2 separate regions of the Arachis hypogaea genome follow, and region 1 is linked to region 2. The links are chromatin contacts, called in public Hi-C maps. All regions are on one chromosome and are shown on one strand. The core of a region is the stretch at or near the end of the contact, and the rest is flanking DNA. Distances in the headings are between cores, read along the strand shown. Region 1 has its middle 14 kb from the start of LOC112720644. Region 2 holds the start of LOC112720640.

Evidence for each region. Hi-C and Micro-C count contacts between places; a contact is called where the count stands out from the background.
Region 1: a contact with region 2 is called in a Hi-C map of leaf, with 2.1 times the contacts expected there. The contact joins the enhancer-like site here to the promoter of LOC112720640 in region 2. A contact is called at or near these places in 2 of 8 Hi-C or Micro-C datasets (both in leaf).

Annotation. Positions count from the first base shown.
Region 1 is chr11:33,222,151-33,226,405 of arahy.Tifrunner.gnm2.J5K5, forward strand. No RefSeq gene overlaps it. Among protein-coding and RNA genes, the nearest start is that of LOC112720644, 14 kb to the left of the region's middle. Within about 2 kb of position 1,546, at least 2 of the 3 cell types and tissues checked have open chromatin away from gene starts, as enhancers often do.
Region 2 is chr11:32,776,378-32,780,190 of arahy.Tifrunner.gnm2.J5K5, forward strand. LOC112720640 reads right to left here and starts at 1,937. Exons shown (of 7, transcript XM_025771656.3): 1 at 1,640-1,937; 2 at 48-285. The coding sequence starts at 1,858.

The sequences.
Region 1 (4,255 bases), core at 296-2,795, 450 kb after region 2:
TTTTTCAAAATTAATAAACTCCCTTCCTAAATTTTCTCATCTACCTCTCTCCATTTTTCTATTTTTTCTACTATTTTTACTCTATATATAATTTATATTTTATATTAGTAATTTGACAAATCAAAATATGTCATTCGATATTTTTTTACAGTTAAAATAATTTTTTTTCTTTCAAAACTAACAAACTCTCACTCTCATTCTTCATCTTTATCTTTCTCTCTCTTTTCTCTAATTCTCTATTTTTTTTTCTATCTTTCTAAAAATAAAATAAAAAATAATATAATTTAAATAAAAATATTATTATTATTATTATATACATAGTTTTTAAGTTTTTTTATTTAGTTTTAAATTTTTACCGTTTATCTTTTTAATTTATATTTTTATTTTTCTTCTTTCAAATATTTATTACATATCATTTGAAAAAAATACTAATGTTATAATTAAAATTAGAATCAATATTCAATTATTTTTTAAAAAAAATAATTTTGAGTTAATTTTATAACTATCAGTATAATTTTTTTATGCTAATATCTAATTATATTTTTATATACACAGGAAGAAAAAATATTATTTTTAAATAACAAGTATAATTAATTAATTATTTTTTTTATGCAACAGACTTAACAGTTAATACCTAATTAAATGTAAAAGTATACACGTTAAATTGTTTTAAATTTTAGATAACAAATGTTAAAATTAATTATTAATAAAAAATTAGACTTTTTCATATAAAGATAATAACTAAAAATCTTATTATTTGATTTTTTATCTACAGATATCTTGGTCTTCTTAGCCAGAGACTTTTGTCAACCTACGACTTTTTTTTTTTTTATAAAAGTAGTTTAATTTTATAAATCTTTCGTGCCATGCATAATCTATACTATCAGAATAGAGTAGACTGTAGTTTTAAAAAATTTATATTTCTATAATGTTATTACAGATAAAAATACTAGTATATACTAAAAGTTACTATTTTGTAATCCTAAAAATATAAAAATAAAAATAAGTTTTCACTTTAAAATGTCTTATTAGATATATATCATATATCTATTCGTATATCTAAAACATTTCTAACATATCCTATAATTTATAATATTATTTTTTTATGTGCCTTCGGTTTAGTAAAATTCTAACCTGATGTAATTAGTGTATGTAGTCTTTGTTAGCCTACTGCTTCTTGTAACCTTTAGCTGTAACCAAAATACAAATTATTAGTTTTCTTCTTCGGAAAATGGTAATAAGCATGTAGAATATTCTTTTGAGAAGGTCATATTGGACATTTGGACCCAAAATTTTCAATTATGAACGAAAACGAAAGGCAAACTGGAATTGCTGACGTTTTTGCCAATTATTATGGAGAACTTTTCACTTGTCCTTTGCATGTTGATACAACGAACCGTCTCATCCGATCCACACAATAATTCAAGGTTATCTACTACTTTCAAGTTTGATAATAATTATAGTATTATTCTTAATTTAATTATATTTATATCCAAGTTCCCCTATAATATACTACTTTTGGTACGTATATTGATATATAGTACTATCAGAACTAGTGAAACTACACATATAAATAACTACAACTACCGAATTTCTTTAATTTATATACTACATAAGTGTCAATTAATTATGAACTCAACTTTTCCTTCCCATTTAGAAAAGCATGCCCTACACACGTTGACTTATTTAAGTCAAGCCACGGGAGCGAGGGATATAGTGAAAGAGAGAGGCACGAAAGCATGAACACACAGCAACAACAAGCTATAAGACGAAGACTAGACTTATTCGCTTCATTCCATTATTCATGAACTCTGAAACACGTGTATTGGATTATTCAAGTTATTATCAACCAATTTATCTCTTCAAATTATAAGCATCAGTTAAAATTATTTTTTATATTATATAAAATTGTCAAAGAATATATCGCTTTCATATTTTATTTTATTTTATTTTAATTGATTTTTAACATGTTATTCTCGTATTTAATGTTAGTATATCTCTTGGTGTAACTTTAATTTAGTCAAAATAATATCTTATATGTAAAATTAAAAATCCAAATTTCATATTATGACGAAATTCAAGTGTATGTTTGTCAATTTTTAAAGTTGTACTGGCAGTCTGGCACCTTAAATTAGTATCTTTTATATTACTAATAATTAAACACAACCATATATTTAAATATAATTAATCTCATCACTCAACCAGCAACTTAAATATCAGATAGGGAAGTGTTACCACCGCCGAGTTCCTCTAAGTGTCTAACTGATAACTGATTCAATTCGATATAATAATAAGAACATTTGAATCAACTATGATCCTATTGGAGTAGTCTTAATTATGAACATATGAATATATAGTGTAAATTAAAATAATAACAAAACTCAAATTATTTGTTTGTTTGCTACTATGATTACTATTATGATCCTTTTCTTTTCAGATTAAGAAGGTATTAATTATTTAAGGTTTATAAATTAGAATTTAAAATTTAAAATTTAAGATAAATAGACTATTAAAAAAATTTATTGATGTTAGTTAAAAGATAAATTACCAAAACTACACCTAATTTTTTGATACACTCACAAAAATAACCATTACTTTTGATAATGATAAAAAAGTGTCAAAATACTATTATAAAATATGCCAAAAATAATAAACAATAATATTTTTTAAAAAATGACAAATAATTTTTGTATTTGACAACTTATGCATTTGATTTAAAATTATGTAAGAATATTTAGATAACTATTTAATAAATATATATAAAAAACTAAATAAAAATTTGACCTCTAGAATTTGTTTTTTATTTTTTAAAAATATTTTTGTCGATAAAAAAAACATAAAAAATTTATTTAACACAAAATTACTAAATTTTAAAGATAAAACTATCTTATTTTTTAATGATGTTTGTATAAAATTATATCAAAATTTAATTTTTAAAATATTTTTTAAAAATATATATTTAATATTAGATATTTATATTGTATTTTAAAATATTTTAAAAATATTTTTATCATTAATAAAAATAAAGATCACTTTTGTCAGCGTTCTGATCTTTTTATGCAAAATTAGTGATTTACTCTTAATTAAAAAAGTATTAACTTTTTAACATTACTCATGTTTGAAAAACCAGTACATTGTATACTATTGTTGCAATGTCCAAATATACTGCGTATGGTATAACTATAGTTGGCATCATTTTAGCTTAGCTTCTTGCTATTCTTTAAGGGAAGATAATGTCAATACAATCTTATACGGCTAAATTATATAGTTAAATCCAACTTTATCATGCTGCTGGTAGCACCATTGTTCTATCCATATGCGATCAGGATTCTTTGTGTCAATATCATTATACTACACTCCATCATAATACAAACAAATTGAATATGGTATTATTGTGGTTCAAATTCTTGTGGAGCAATGCAAACGACAAAGCAATATATATAAACTAGTTTGATAGAATTTTTGTTTTAAAAATAATTTATTAAATTAATTTTTAAAAGATAATTTTTAAATAAAATTTTAGTATTTATTTTTAATAAATCAAACTAAAAATAATTTATAATAAAAATAACTAATAATTATATTTAATAAATAATTTTTAAATTTTAAAAAATTATAATAAATATAAATATATAAAAATTAATTGTATATTTATTAATATATAAAATTATATTAAATTTTTTAATTTTAATAAGAACAAATTAATAACTTTTAAAAATATTTCTATAAAAAAGACAAATAAAAATATATTATACCCATTTTATTAAAAACTTAGTCACTCAACATAAACTGCATATTGTTCGCATCTATGGAGTAGACCAATAGTTGCTGATTATATATATATAATCACTCTTTTTCCTAATCAATTTAGGTTGGTCGAATAGTTAACTCACTCGTTTATTTAAATTCCACTTTGTGTATACAACAATTTATTAGCCAATAAAAATATTTTTGTGATTCTTATATATATAATATATATATATATATATTTTTTTTAATTTTCTTTTTACTTCTCTTGAAGACAGGGATGGATACAAAGAGGCGAGCAATGGCTTTAGTCCTTCTAAAATTTTAAAAAATTATATCTATATATAAGATATATATACTCTAAAATTATTATGTAATTTGATATCTTTATATGTATTATTTTTTATTATGTAATAGATTTATGTCTCAATTATTTTGTTTATTAATATTATTTCACTTAATTAATTTAATATCATACACTTAAGTCTTTATATTTTTTAAATTAATT
Region 2 (3,813 bases), core at 687-3,186:
TTTATGGAATGATATAGATAATTTTAAAATGGCCAATAGTAAATCACCTGGTATCTGAGGTGAATGAGCATAAATACCCTCAAAGTACCAAATAGCTTTAGCAGCACTAGGAAAATGGTCTGTCAAGAAACCACCTCCATTTTCTCTGTCAAATATTCCTGTATACCCCCATTCATCTCCGGCCAGAGGACCCAAGTTGCATATCTCAACGGCAAGAAGATCTCCAGGCTTTGCTGCTATACCATCACTGTCAACAATTCTAATTGGCCCACTAAGATAGTGGGTCTGAATCATTTAACTACCCCGGTTAGACTCCAACTCCATAGTTGATTAACCATAAATAATCATTCAGTTGAATAAAAGGACTAGCTAGTTATAAACTATCTAAAAAAAATCAACCAAGCTAGGTATATGTTAAATAGTCACTACTAATAAAAAATATATGTTAAAAGAAAAAGTCTAAGGCCAACAACTTTTGTGTTTTGTGGTCAGCACTTAACTATAAAAAAAAGTGAGTGATCTCTCACCATTTGATGTAATCTCATACTATTAAAAAGACTATTGATGGCCAATTGATGGTTATAAAACACAAAAGTTGCTGTCCCCTAACACTCCTCTTAATACATATTAAAAATAAATTAAATTATATATATGTATATAAAAATATATATTGATTAATTTGATGAATGTTTTTTATGCACATAATATTTTTTAAATATATATATATATATATATATATATATATATATATATATATATATATATATATATATATATATATATATATATCATGTAAAATTTTCCAAGAATCACGCAACATTTGGAATTTTAATTAAAGGAAACAGACAAAGGGAAATTTTTTGGTATCCTCAACTTTTTCATGGGATACCAGTGTTGTATGTATATCTTATAAGAATCAAGGGTTAGACTTACTCCATGTTTTTTTCTTCACCAAAATGTACTTTAAATAAGTAAATAAATAAAAATATCCAAGTATCGAACTCTTAAGCTAAATAATAGCCACTTATTAGGAACATATTCTTATTACGCAAACCTCATTCTCACCGAAATCAATTCTAATGGCTTCTTTTAAAACCATTATAATATAGTTATGCTGCAATAATATTAAGAAAAACATTACAAAAATATTTAATCTCATATTTTCGTAGCAATAAAATTGATCGATCTAAAATTTAGTACACTTAAAAATTTACAAATAGAAGCATTCTATTAGATGATAGTATAATACTGAACAATACTACATGAATTTTAAATCTTAAATTCTAATAATATAAAAGTAAAATATTAATCTAGCTAATATCGATAAAAGTATTTGCTCCCTAACATTTATCAATACTTTATTCACAGCACATCAAAATTCGCATCATAAATCGTAACAGAGTCAGTTACTTTGTTTGTACAGTGCGTTAATTGTGTGGCCTAAAGAATCACGTTTCTTAGTTATATCCAAAATAATAATTAAAAATAATCTTAGTTTTATTTATACCATATATTTTTACCTTTTAAGATTTTATAAGCAAAAAGTACTACAAATAATGATTTAAAAAAAAAAAAAAAACAAACATATCCTAAATTTCTAACGTAGAGAGAGAATGGATTGTGTTTGTTTCATACTTACAATAGAAAGGTCTACAAGTTTTATGTCCATTGCTGAATTATCATCTTTAATAGCTCCACCTGTCCAATCCACCATCTCTATTCTAAACACTTCACCAGTGTTAACTTCAGCAACGTATGGTATGTGAGGGTGCCATCGGTTATGGAGGGGAAGCTTTTGCTCCCATGGCTTCTTCTTCAGCTCTATTGGCACAACTAGTCTTGGAGTTGGTGGAGCCATGGATCAACTATAGTATATGCCTCTCGAAACAAAGGACTAATAATTGAGGTAGATAAATGTGTTCTATAAAGTTAAAGTTTGGCTTTTTTTTGTTGGTATTTAAAGTTTGGCTTTATGCTTTCTACAAAGACAACTGTGTAATAGGACCACAAAAGGGGACTAAAATTGTCTTAGTGTAGGCCACGTCTTAGTCCCCATTAATAGTGTGGGCCTTTGAGTGTATTCTTGACAAAAAATAAATGAATCACCCAAGAAAAAATAACTAAGAAATCAACAAGTCATCATCTTGTAGAAGAATACTAACAACTAGGAAAAAAACAAATAGCAGAGTGAAAAATGAACGAAAAGTTATTATATTTGGGCCTCTGTTGTTTTTGGGTGTTGGGCTGTTTGTGCATTACTATGCTCCAATATGTCCTTACAAGCCAGAGGATGATAGATGTTGAGAATCTCCAATTTGAACAAATTTGTATGGAACGGTTGGAGAGAAAGAGGTTTAATAAAGATATGGGCCAGTTAACCAATTTGGGTTGGTCGAGTGGTCAGCTCACTCGTCCGCTTAAGCAAGTGTCGGGGGTTCGAATTCCGTCTTGTACATGCAGGAACCCATTGGCTAGCGGCAGACCCTTAAATGGAGCTCCGATCCGCGACGGATTAGTCCTTGGCCTGTCGAACCGGGGGATACCGTGGGCAACCAAAAAAAGATATCGGTCAGTTGATTGGAGAAAGAGACAGAAAGAAGTTTCATAGAAAATAAGATTCATCGCAATGTGAAGGGCACTTTGATTGTTACAAACATACAATATAACACTGGAGGTCGACAGCATGATATATTTAGAACTTTTAGCAAATTCAATATTCATTAAGAGTTCACAAGTTGTATTGGAGAGAGCACGATATTCAGCTTCACTTGAGGAATGAGCAACTGTCATTTGTTTCTTAGTTTTTCAAAAAATTAATGAATCACCCAAGAAAAAGTAAAAACTAGTTAAATAGCATCTTATATCTGGATAGCTAGCCCAATCAGAATCATTGAAACCATACAATTGTAGTGTAGAAGTTCTGGGAAGGAAAAGGTCTCATTCCTGGCTGTTCTTTAGGTAACGAAGCATCCTGATGGTAGCACGGTAGTGGCCAGAAAGATCATGAACTGACTTAATTGTTGTGTTGCATATGTAATGTCGGACCGAATCATTATAAGATAAAAAAGACGATCAACAAGGCAGAGGTATACAGTGAGATCAAAAAGTAAAAGATCGCTATCTTAGGATAATCTGGTGGCACTGTCCATGGGTGAAGAAGTGGGTTTAACTCCCAATAAACCTGAATCATTCAATAAATTCAAGCAATATTTATGTTAGAAAAAAAATATCTCTTTAGCAGAGTATATAACTTATATTTTCAGAAAATATATCAAGATACCCAAATTTTTAATTTTGAAGTGAATATCCAAAATTTTTTTAAAAGAAGCAATCTTAGAATACATTAGTAAGGATTAAAGAATTAGAAAATTTCATAATTCCAATAAATTGAGATATGATTTAGGAACCATTTGGCATATGCACTAAGATAGGATTAATTGGAGAGTAAGAAAAAAATTGAGAAAATTAGATGTAATGTAGTCGGTTCCGGAATAAAAATTCCAAGCATTTGAAAATTTATTTTGTGAGGAAACATTATGCAAAACAAAAAAAAAAAAGAGAGGAACAAAGAAAGTGGGTACCAAACTTAGGCCTGGAAGAAGCCCAGATTTAGTTTAGTTTTTGCATTTATGAGCTTGGGCCTCTATATTTTTCAGAAGTGCTAGGAGAGCATTGAATTGGGCTGAAGTTAAGCCCAAGGGATTGACTTGTTGTGTTGGCCCATGGTGATCAACAATGATCAGTTTTCTCGCTACTTTGAAAGTGGGAAACTTGAGAAGAAGACTTGCCGGAGAAGATGAAGAAAACCAGTCG